Linked DNA regions of Ovis aries: region 1 is linked to region 2. Evidence: chromatin contacts called from public Hi-C data. All regions are on one chromosome and are shown on one strand. Each heading gives the region's core, a stretch centred on a gene start, on an enhancer-like site or on the middle of the called end of the contact. The rest is flanking DNA. Distances are from core to core; before and after follow the strand shown.

Region 1 (5,203 bases), core at 907-3,406, 220 kb before region 2:
GGCAGAGTTCTTCCAAAGGGGAGGTCACTAGTCTCCCCCGCGGTCCAGACAGGCTTCATGGGGACCCGGACCCCAACAAATTGAACACAAATTCTATGTCCGATCAAATTTCCTAAGAGACTCACAACACAAAAGTAAAATAAGGGCCTCCTTCCTGCCACCAAAAAAAAAGTTAAGAATTGGTGTCCCGCAGGCAGAGCCTCAGGTTTTCTTACAGATGAAAGCAATTAAACATAGCCCGCTGGTCTTTCATCACTGGTTAACCTGCAACTCCTGCAGAACGTTCTGGTGACTTCTTACAGGCATGAAAACAAAGGTCTATGGATTATGAAACGCTAGTCTCACAGTTATAGTGTTCATTTAAAAACAAAAGTGGAAATATGCATTAATGAATGATTGATTACTTTCCAATTCACTTTTTCATCATGAATGTGGGCATCACACGTGAGAAGCCACTTTTTGGGAAAAAAATGGATATTACTATTACATAAGAATATATCACTTTGGCCATTAGACTATTACGGTAAGTGGGCACCTAGAGAGTACAATGACTTGAAATAATAAATCCAATTAACTCTGATAGAGCCAGATAGCCAATACAGAGGCAAACTCTAAATTGCTGGAAGTTTCCAAAACTGTCCCGGGTTTACAAAACATCCCCTGGCTTTCAATGAAAGTCACATCAGACTCCTTAAGCTAACTAAGTTTACTTTGAGCCACTTTAAACCTCAAACTTAAATAGAATTTGTTAAATAAACACAACCAAGAAAGGAAAGGGAGCCAAGAAACCACAGTAACGCTCGATCCCAGGGGAAAAAAAAAAAAAAAAGGTTCTCAAGTCAAGGGTTTCAAGTAACTGCGGTGTCCCGCCCTCAATGACCCTAAAAGGAATATCAGTTCCATCTCTCAAAATAACCAAAGTGCGCCCTAAACGATTTTCTTTACATTCGAATTCAAAATCTGCCAAGGACAGTCAGCACAAACATGTGATCTTTTGATCTCACGCTCTGGAATGATCTCAAAGCCGGATCTCAAAGCCTGAAGGAGCACTTCTTGGGGAGCACTACACTCCAAAGGTCCGACGGGCGAAAACTCAAGTCAACGACTGAACGCTTGCCGCCCCCTTCTCACACTTCATTAAGCGTCTCCTCTGGAAGTGTTTGCGCCCTCTCACAGGAAGCCGGCACGTTTTGCAAAGGAAATACCAGACCAGACCTTTCTTGGAGAAAAGGCACGTCCCCAGTGAGCCTTTTCATGGGGTTTCCCGCACCCCGGCAGCGGGGCGGGCAGCCCTCCCGTCGGGGCCCTTCGTCCGCCGGCTCACCTCGCCCGGGGCGCCGCGGGACAGCCGGTAAGCCAGACGCCCCTGCGCCAGGACGCTCACCTTCGCGGCATCCCAGAGCCAAATGAGAGCGCGGGACAAAATAAAATCCTTCCCCGGCTTATTCAGCCGTGAGACTCCCCACCCCGGGGCTCGACTTCTGGCGACTCCCCGAAAGTTTCGCCCTCTCGGGCTTAGCGCGCGCGGTAGCGGGTGTGCGCGCGGCTCTGGGGGCGCACCGCTTCCCTTCCCGGAGGCCAGGTCCCCGGCAGGAAGGGAGCCCGCGCCCGCCCTCCCGGCCGCGAGCTCACTCACCTCGGGGAAGAAGTTGTCCATTGTTCCCCGTGCGCTCCCCAACTTGCCCAAGTCCGGCTCCCAGCTCTCGCGGAAGTCAATGCAGCCCAAGGTCCGGGGGAACCATGCGTGTCACGGCGCGACTCCCAGAAACTCGAGCCCGCGGGGTTCCCCCGCTGCCATCTCCGTCTCCCCCTTCTCGGCTTTCGCACCTTTTGTTTGCCCAAACCCCAGTCTCTTAACGCATCCGTCCCAACTGCAGCCTTTGTCTCCTCGGGCTCCAAGTTCCTCACTCCTGGGCGCAGCGCTCGCGAGCGGAGAACAGCTGGTGGCACATTCTTCCCCCGGGCTGGGGGAGGGCGGCGGGGGGCGGCTGGAGAGTGCGCCCCACTCCCTCTGCGCTCCGGCCCGAGGCGCTTGGGGCGGGCAGGGGAACAGCGGCCACAGAGCGAGCCCCGGAGGTGGCTCTCCCGGCTCGAGCGCCGCGGCGGTGAGGATTCCGGCGCCCGGGTCTCACCGGCTCACGGTCACACCGAGACTCGCGGACAGGGGCGCACGGCTCGCCCCGCCCTCTCGTCCGGGCCCGCCCACTCGTTCGTCTCGCCCCGCCCACGGCTGAGCCCCGCCCACTCAGCCGGCCCACCAGAAGCTCGTTGGCCACGCCCTACCCCTCCGGGAGCCCCGCCCTCAGCCCGCCCCTCCCCTCGCTTCCGCCAGGTTAGGCCTCGCCCGGCCGGCGCGACCCGCCCCCAACTTCGCTCAAGCCCCGCCCACTCCGCGCCTCGGGCCGCCGCGGGCTTGGAGACTCGGAGGCTGGTGGGGCCCTAGCGCTTAGCGGACTACCTCCCCGCCTCCTCCCCTCCCCATTGTGGGGAGGGGAGGGGAAGTTGACGCCCCTCTGGTGATAGAGACCTAATAGTCACTGAGGAGGAGGAGGGGTTGGGGGATTTGTGTGTGTGTGTGTGTGTGTGCCTTTGATCTTTAGCAGACCCTGGAACCGGCTCAACGTGGAACTTATTAATGCAGCTCGGCAGATGATCGACCCCGGGGACGGAAGCGCGATCCGAGGAGCTGCCCCGGCTGTTGGGCCAGATCAAAGCAGAGAACGAAGGCTGATCAGAATTTCTGGAAGCCGCCTACCCGTATGGAGTTTCTCTCCTGCACTCAGGTTACAAGAAGTTTTCGTCGCGGCGGGAAAATTCAGTTTTGTGAACTGGAAGAGGACGTGGCCAATTACACCTTAAAAAATGTAACCGTTTCCACTGACCCAAAGGAAGCAGATAGCCAAGTGGAAGTGGGTGAAAGCTCAAATCCTCCCACCCCCATACCGAGTCCTGGGGTCTCTAGGGCAATCCCTCGAACTTTAGCGTGCACAGGAATTACCTGGGAATCTGGTTAAAATGCAGATTGGACTTGATTAGAGTGAGCGCTGATAATCTTGCATTTCCAGCAAGTTTCAGCTGCCTTGTGCTGTTCTGCAAACTGGAACCTGTCTGTAACAGAAAATGAGAGCAAAGGTTTAAAAACATTTGTAGCAATGTAAAAAACACCACGACATAGAAGCACGTGATTGGTGGACTCTGAACCGAGAATAAACCAGTTTGGGTGTTGTCAGACTCCTGGTGAGTCATACCTGGCACAGCAGGGGTTTCCTATTGGTACCTGGCAGATTGGGAACAAAAACGACTGGTTCTTAACCACAGGTGGTTTGAGAAACTCTCTCTAGGGGATTTGGCAACTGCTTATCCTTTAAAACTCAAGTCAGAAAGACATCTTTCCTGGGAAGCCTGCCCAGAGGTGTCCAGCCACTCAGGCCACTGCCAGCTCCACCTAACGACCAGGTGTGGCTTATCCTAAGACTACTGAGGAAACTGTATCATATTGGAGTAAAACTATATTCTATAGGGTTTTTCTTTTTAATTGGTGTCCTTCCCATCTTCAGTTGAGAAAATAAAAGCACCTTGCTTTCAAATATCCTCAGACTGTTTCAGAGAATGAATGAATGTCACCCTTGTGTGAAAACTCAAGCCTGTTTGTAACCTGTGTCAGAGCAGTTCTTCAGCATTAATATCGTTGTACCCATTCCCTTTAGAAAGAGTCAGGGTATAAACTAATACTTGATATTGTGCTCTGTGATTGCCCTGTTTCACAGGTTTACACATGTAAGCCATTAACGATTGTGTCCCAGGTTGCACAGAAAATTAAGATGGAGCCAGGATAAATACCAACCATCCCAGGCACCAATCACGGGGCTTAGTCAAATGAGTCCCGCTGCCACCTGTGTTCAGATACTGGCACAGAGCAGTTACAGCCATTATGGTGTTAATCTGTATAGAACATCTTTCAAGAGAAAGTACCAGGCAGCTTGTTCAAGCGAGGGTGTGGATATGGCTTGGTTCCCAGCCGCAGCCCAGCCTTGGCCATGGTCATTTCAAAGTCACTTTCCAATACTGGCTCATCAGTTGTAACAAACGTACCGTGCTAATACGACATGTTCATAATAGAGGAAACAAATATAGGGACACTACCCTTAATGTTTCTGTAAAGTTAGAACTGCTCAAAAAAATAACCTGTTAACTTTTAAAAGTCACTTCCCTATTGATTAAGAAATTGAGGTTAATAATTACATACCCCCAACTTGCCTCCTAAAATAATTTTGAGCAAGATCCAATACATAAGAGTTAAATTTTCCTGAATTAGCGGTGGTGGTATAGTTGCTGTGTCATGTCCTACTGTTTGCAATCCCGTGGACTGTAGCCCATCAGGCTCCTCTTGTACATGGGATTTCCCAGGCAAGAAAACTGCAGTGGGTTGTCATTTTCTTCTTCAGAGGATCTTCCCCAGGGATCAAACCCTCATCTCCTGTGTCGGTAGGTGGAATCTTTACCACGGAACCACCTGGGAAACCCTTTACTGATTTACATTTCTTTTAAAAGTTTATCGGAGAAGGCAATAGCACCCCACTCCAGTACTCTTGCCTGGAGAATCCCATGAATGAAGCAGCCTGGTGGGCTACAGTCCATGGGGTCGCTAAGAGTCCGACACGACTGAGTGACTTCACTTTCACTTTTCATTCTCATGCACTGGAGAAGGAAATGGCAACCCACTCCAGTGTTCTTGCCTGGAGAATCCCAGGGACAGGGGAGCCTGGTGGGCTGCCGTCTATGGGGTCGCACAGAGTCGGAAATGACTGACACAACTTAGCAGCAGCAGCAAAAAGTTTATACCACTTTATCAAAATCCCCTAGGACAATTGCTTTAAAGAAAAAACAAACCAAAAATCTTATGACTGTATCTCAGGGTGGCCTAGGTGCCTAAGAATCTGCATTTTAGTAATCACTCAAGTAGACAGTTCTGAGTTTGAGGATCATTGTTTTGGGTTGTCAGCATTCATCAGATTTTCCATATAAATGCACAATCTCAAAAAGCTATAAAGATACTGTATCAGTAAGCTCCTATTTACTGAACAGATAGCAAAGCACATGTTATTATAAGCATTCTGAATAAGATACCAAGGGCTTCTAAGGGCTTCCCTGGTAGATCAGTTGGTAAAGAATCCACCTACAAAGCGGGAGACCCCAGTGCGAT
Region 2 (5,407 bases), core at 650-3,149:
ATGATTTTCATTCTACTCTGAGTAAGAAGTTAGTGTGGGAAATATTTTAGACTAAATTTTCTTCTTGTGTTCCAGAGAGGCAACCTTCTCAGACCCTGTGATGTTTGAAATAACAGCAGTTTAGGAAGGAGAATATCAGTATTATGGCATATGCCATAGGTCAGGCACTTTCTATATGTTTAAAGGATGCAGTCCTTAACAAGAACCTGTGACCCAGGCATTCCTCTCTAGTTTGTGGAAGAAGTGAAGTGACATTCCCGTGGACACACAGCTTGTATGCATGGAGCTAAGACTTGTCGCCAGCAGATGCTAAGCCCTGGTCTGTGTTCATAGCCCACCGTGAATTTAGATCTGCGTTTAAACCTTTAGATCATCAGAGCTAAAGAAATTAGCTGAACGTTAAATCCTGCAGTTTAAATCCCTGAAGGAGCACAGATAAAACCCAGGCCACTAACTCTCGAGAGGGTGGTCTTTTCTTTTGCATCTCTTCAGATGGTCACGAATGTGACAAGTTGTCCCAAGTGAATGCAGCCACCTTTGGGGTCCTTGAAGAAACTCTTCCATTTCAGGGTCCTAGCAAGGAGCCTTCTAGGGCAGTCTTGGCCCAAGATAATGGGTCTCCTTCTTTCTATTTGTATATGGAGTGTGTGTGTGTATGTGTGTGTGTAAGCTATCTAGCCTCCTCCATGGGACAGCATTTATTTTAGAGATAAGTCTTAAACATTTTGTTCCAAGGAAGAATACACGTGGAAGTGCAGATGCCAAGATTTCAGCCCTGATCTATTTCATGCCAAACCTATTGTTTACTGTTACACAGACATGGTCAGGATTTGGAGGCTATCATTTGAGTTCACCATATCCCACAACGGAAAGTTTCCAGTGACTCTGGAAATATATAATATAGCTAGATCTTGAGCAAGAATTGGAAGCTCCTGCTCATAATTTTTCTTTTCACTTTCACTTGCTAACAGAAGACAGAGAGTGTGTGACTGCTAATACTGATGAGGTAAATTCTCATTTTCTTAACAAGACCCGGCTCTTTAAACAGAGACGAAGAAAGAGAGAAAGAAGGAGGGAAGTTTCTGCTTTTGAGAAACTCAGCAAACAGATCAATCTCTCCTCCTTATTCAAGAAGTCTGACTCCCTCTAGAGTAGCTTCCATTGACTCACCTCCAAGGGATCTCCCATGGACCCTTTTTCAACAGTTTGCAATGTAAACTTGCATGACTTGGCTGAAGTTTACAGAAATTCAGTTACTTGTACCCGCCCCTATCCTGCCACCATCAGCATTTCTTTAGCTGGGAAATTTTTAAAGCTTCTTACTGGAATTTGTTTCATGTGGTTAAAATCCCCAACAAGTAAAATGTGAGCCTGGCATAAAGGATCATTTTTGTTTTAGAGTCACATTCAAAATAGCAAATGACAATGAGATCCGTGCCCTTGTAAGGAGGCCCCTAGTTCCCATCCCCTAATGATTTCCTTGAAATCTATTTGAAATTCAGAATCTAAGAAGTTTGCAAAAACATGTTGTTTGCCATTTGTGCTAAGCACTATTTCAGTGCCCCCTTGGAAATATGGAGGGAATGGGGATAGTACTCCAAACTGGGCGCAATATTTCAGTGCATTTGCAAAGGAATACTGTCTATTGAATCTAGTGGCCAAAATGAACTGAGAATTGTTGGGGCTGAGTGATGAATACTTAGGGCGTCATCATTCTTCCCTCCAGGCTGTTGTGCCAGTTTGGAACTTTCCGTACTAAAACAAGGAAAAGGAGAGAGAAAACAGTGCCAAGAAAAAAAAAATGATCATGGCCCTCGTTTGGGGCTGTTCTCAGAACCTTCGAGAAGAGCTAAACAGAAGCACGACTTCCATTTAGTTCCAACTCATCTTTTAAGGAAATCTTAAAAATATTTCCTGGAACTTTAAACACACTCAAAAACTATTTCAACACAGCTCAGCCTGGGAGGAGTCAGAGAGGGCAAGAGTACAAGACGGTTGAGAAAGTCTATGACATATCGTTAGCAGCTGATTGAGATGGTTTCCAAATAGCAACAAGACCTGAAGGTTAGAAAAATAGACCAACACCAGTGATCCTGAGATTAGTTATGTGGCTGCTACATACTGGAATTTACCTGGGAGCCAAAAGAGAGAGCTTCGGTTCTAGGGTCTTAATTATCATAAATACTACAGGTCTGGCTCTTTGGCGTCACTGTGTGTCCCACCCCTTCCAGACAAGCAGAAGGAACAGTCATGCTTTAAGGCAAATTATTCTCTGTTTCAGATTTTTCCAGTGGAAAAAGGAATGTACATTAGGCAGATTACTGTACCTTCCCTCTGTCACGCCAGGGTAAGCTTCCTAGAGCAGCTAATTCTCCTCCTGCAGGACTGGCAGCTCCCAGCCATCAGCTGGTGGGGCAGAATTCCTTCCTTCTCCGAGGCACCTGTGGCCCCAAAGACGCCCCTTCCACCTGGGGCGGCGCCCAGCTGATCGAGCACTCCAGTGCCCTGGAGGCTCAGAGGACTGGAAACAACGGGACTGGATGCTTGCGGGGCTTCTGGAGGCTGGCACGTCCCATCCTGCCTGCCACTCTGCCATCTCCAGGGATCATCCAAGTGCCGGCCCCCGGTAACATGTCTCCTTGGCCTCCTGCTGCTCTGTGGCTTTCCCATCCATGGGCTTCTGACTCCTCTTCTGCTTCCATGCCAGCTGGTCCCATTGGGCTGTCTGGGTCCTGGCTATGAGGTGGATAATCCCTTTTGCATCCTCAGAGTTTTCCAAGGATGCAAACCTTAACTGAAATCTGGCTTGCTTTCTACTTTTCTATTTTCCATCACCTGGGTTGGGGATTTACGGTTATGTCAGCCCTCTTCTCCCCAACCCATCCCCCCACCCGAATCATTTGCAATCCATCACTCTTCTTCCTTTTGGAAAATAATCCCCCATCTGTTGACTCCTTGACATTGTGTAATTCCTCTCTTTCCTCCTTTTTGTCTCCTTCTGGGATGTCCTGGTGATTGCTCCCTCCCACTTCCCCAATTCAATTAAGATGCGACTCTGTTCGTATGTGTGTGTATACCTATATACTGTCAAGACCCTGGCTGCAACATCTGATGACCTGGATTCTAATTTCTGCTTTGTATGCACTTGTTCGCGTGACTTTGGCCAAGTACCTGAATGTTTCTAAGGTTGCTGACTCTTCTGGAAAACGCAGATAGATAACGGTGGTTGATATAGCATGTAGTAGTTGCAAGGATGCAGTGAGAAGATCCATATGAGGCGACTGGCATGGTGCCGGCATAACTTGAGAACTGTTAACTATGATCACACTGGGCTGCTTGTTTTCCTTCCCAAATCCCACCAGCTGGGGAAACTTCAGTGTTCTTTGGAATGACCCAAGCTGTTCCCCACCAGCGATCCCTGCCTTCTTTGAATCGGGGCATCTCTGCCGCGCCCCATCCCACTTCTTTATGACAATGTCCTGGTCTACACTTCACTGGCAGGGTCACTGGCTTCTTATCCATCATATCCTTGCCTCTTTCTTTTGTCTATTTAAAAATTTTTATTTCCCCGTGTGGCCTGCGGGATCCCAGCTCCCTGGCCAGGAATTGAACCTATGCCCTCAAGCATTGGGAGCCCAGAGTCTTAACCACTGGACTGCAGGGGAAGTCCTGTCCTTGTCTTTCTGTATCACCAGGTGGAACCCTTCAGCCTTGGTCAGATGACTTATTTTCCTTAAACCTACACAGGCTGTGCTGTATAGATAATTATCTCATATAAATGGCAGGCCTGTTCTAAGGTTATATTTTCACAATTCTTCCACTGGAAGGATGGACATGGGACTAAACCACTCCCTGTGGGAAGGATCTTACCGTCTGCCTCTCATCTGGAGATTGGGCCCTGGGTCAGGAGTGGCTCTGATCCCGGGGGGTGATCAGCTAGGACACTCTTGGCAGAGAAGCAGGGCGGCACTCTCACATGAGAATGGTCCAGCAGGGAGGACACCAGGAGGTGACCTTCAACACCTGAGTTCAGTGCCTGAGCTCAGACAAAGACCCTGGAGTCCCGGGACAAACCCAGCTGTGCTTCTGTGCTTCCTTGACTTTCTTCGATTTCTCTTAAACTGGGACTTTTGGAAATTCCAGTCTGTCTCAACCCTGCTGAGTCACAACAGGATAAGGAATTCTGTCCGAGCATGAGGCAGACTTGGAAGATGGCTCTTTGGGAGGAGGAATGGGGACAGCAGAGGGAATTGAGTGGAGGGCTTCCTAAGGCATTTGGAATGATCTTGGCACACAGAGCCAGCAAGCTAATGACCTTCCTGTGCCAGGGATGTGGGGAGGCAGGAAAGATGGGGAGGAGGCTTAACCTGGCTTGTGCTTGATCTTTCCCGTATTCTGAGAGGTGGCATGGCCGTTTCTCAGGATGGAATGGGGAGGAAGGGAGAAGAAAGTCTGGCAGATACTGGGAGATAAGAACATGACCACGTACTTTAGTCCATGCGGCTTGAGGTTTTATGAATTCCCAGAGCAACAGACACATTTCTATCCAAAACACAGAAAAGATACCCAAAAGGTAACTCCTGATTGACCGTGATTCTGAAGGATATCTTCACTATCCTCTTATAGGTAGATAATTAAGTATAAAATAGAAATATACAATATTTAAAAGAGACCAGAGAAGCTCCCCACCCCACCACCTTATCCACAGGGATCATTCCAAGACTCCCAGTGGATGCTTGAGACCACAGATAATGACAAATCCTGTATATTATGTTTTCCCCTATACTAGTGGGCAGGTATTCTGGACAAAAGGATGAATCACATCCCTGGTGAGACCCAGGGACAGCATGAGATTTCATAATGCAACCTAGAGTAGTGTGCAATTTAAAATTTATGAATTGTTCATTTCTGGAATTTTCCTTATAACATTTTTGGACTGTGGTTGACCTTGGTTAACTGAAACCATGCAAAGTGAAACCTTGGATAAGTGGGAACTACTGTATACAAAGAGCTGGGAGGTCTGCCTCTCAAACTGTTCGTCCAATGAAAGGCCATGTGATTTAGGACAAGATGCTTAACTTGCCTCTACATTTCCTGAGGTTTAAAATAACTGTTGATTAAAAAAAAGAAAAAATCTCCTTTAAGATGTCATGAAGAATAAGGGAATACTCATGTCATACTTTGAGGAACTCCAGGGAGCAAAGTGCTTTAAAAATGCCATCTGGTCTGTGAGGTTTTTAGGTATTTGAGGAGAACTATAAAATGCAGCAGGAAAAAAGCGCAGACATCTCTAGAAAGCATTGAGCTGTGCATTTAAAGAAAACTAAAAACAATATCTTATGTTTAATAAGAAAGTGGAGTATTGGCATTGGGTAGAAAGGAAAAAAGGAAGTGATAGGAAAAAATT

Evidence for each region. Hi-C and Micro-C count contacts between places; a contact is called where the count stands out from the background.
Region 1: a Hi-C map of tail adipose tissue shows a contact between it and region 2, with 4 times the contacts expected there. The contact joins the promoter of MYO10 here to the enhancer-like site in region 2. A contact is called at or near these places in 6 of 16 Hi-C or Micro-C datasets (blood, hypothalamus, muscle and 2 more).

The regions. Positions count from the first base shown.
Region 1 is chr16:56,396,244-56,401,446 of ARS-UI_Ramb_v3.0, reverse strand. MYO10 (myosin X) reads right to left here and starts at 2,156. Exons shown (of 40, transcript XM_060400564.1): 1 at 1,637-2,156. The coding sequence starts at 1,657. It overlaps LOC121816822 (a long non-coding RNA gene), which reads left to right and starts at 944. Exons shown (of 2, transcript XR_006056542.2): 1 at 944-1,351; 2 at 2,601-3,595.
Region 2 is chr16:56,174,068-56,179,474 of ARS-UI_Ramb_v3.0, reverse strand. No RefSeq gene overlaps it. Among named protein-coding and RNA genes, the nearest start is that of BASP1, 39 kb to the right of the region's middle. Within about 2 kb of position 1,899, at least 11 of the 54 cell types and tissues checked have an H3K27ac peak or open chromatin away from gene starts, as enhancers often do. A contact at or near this core is called in tail adipose tissue, where this site is marked.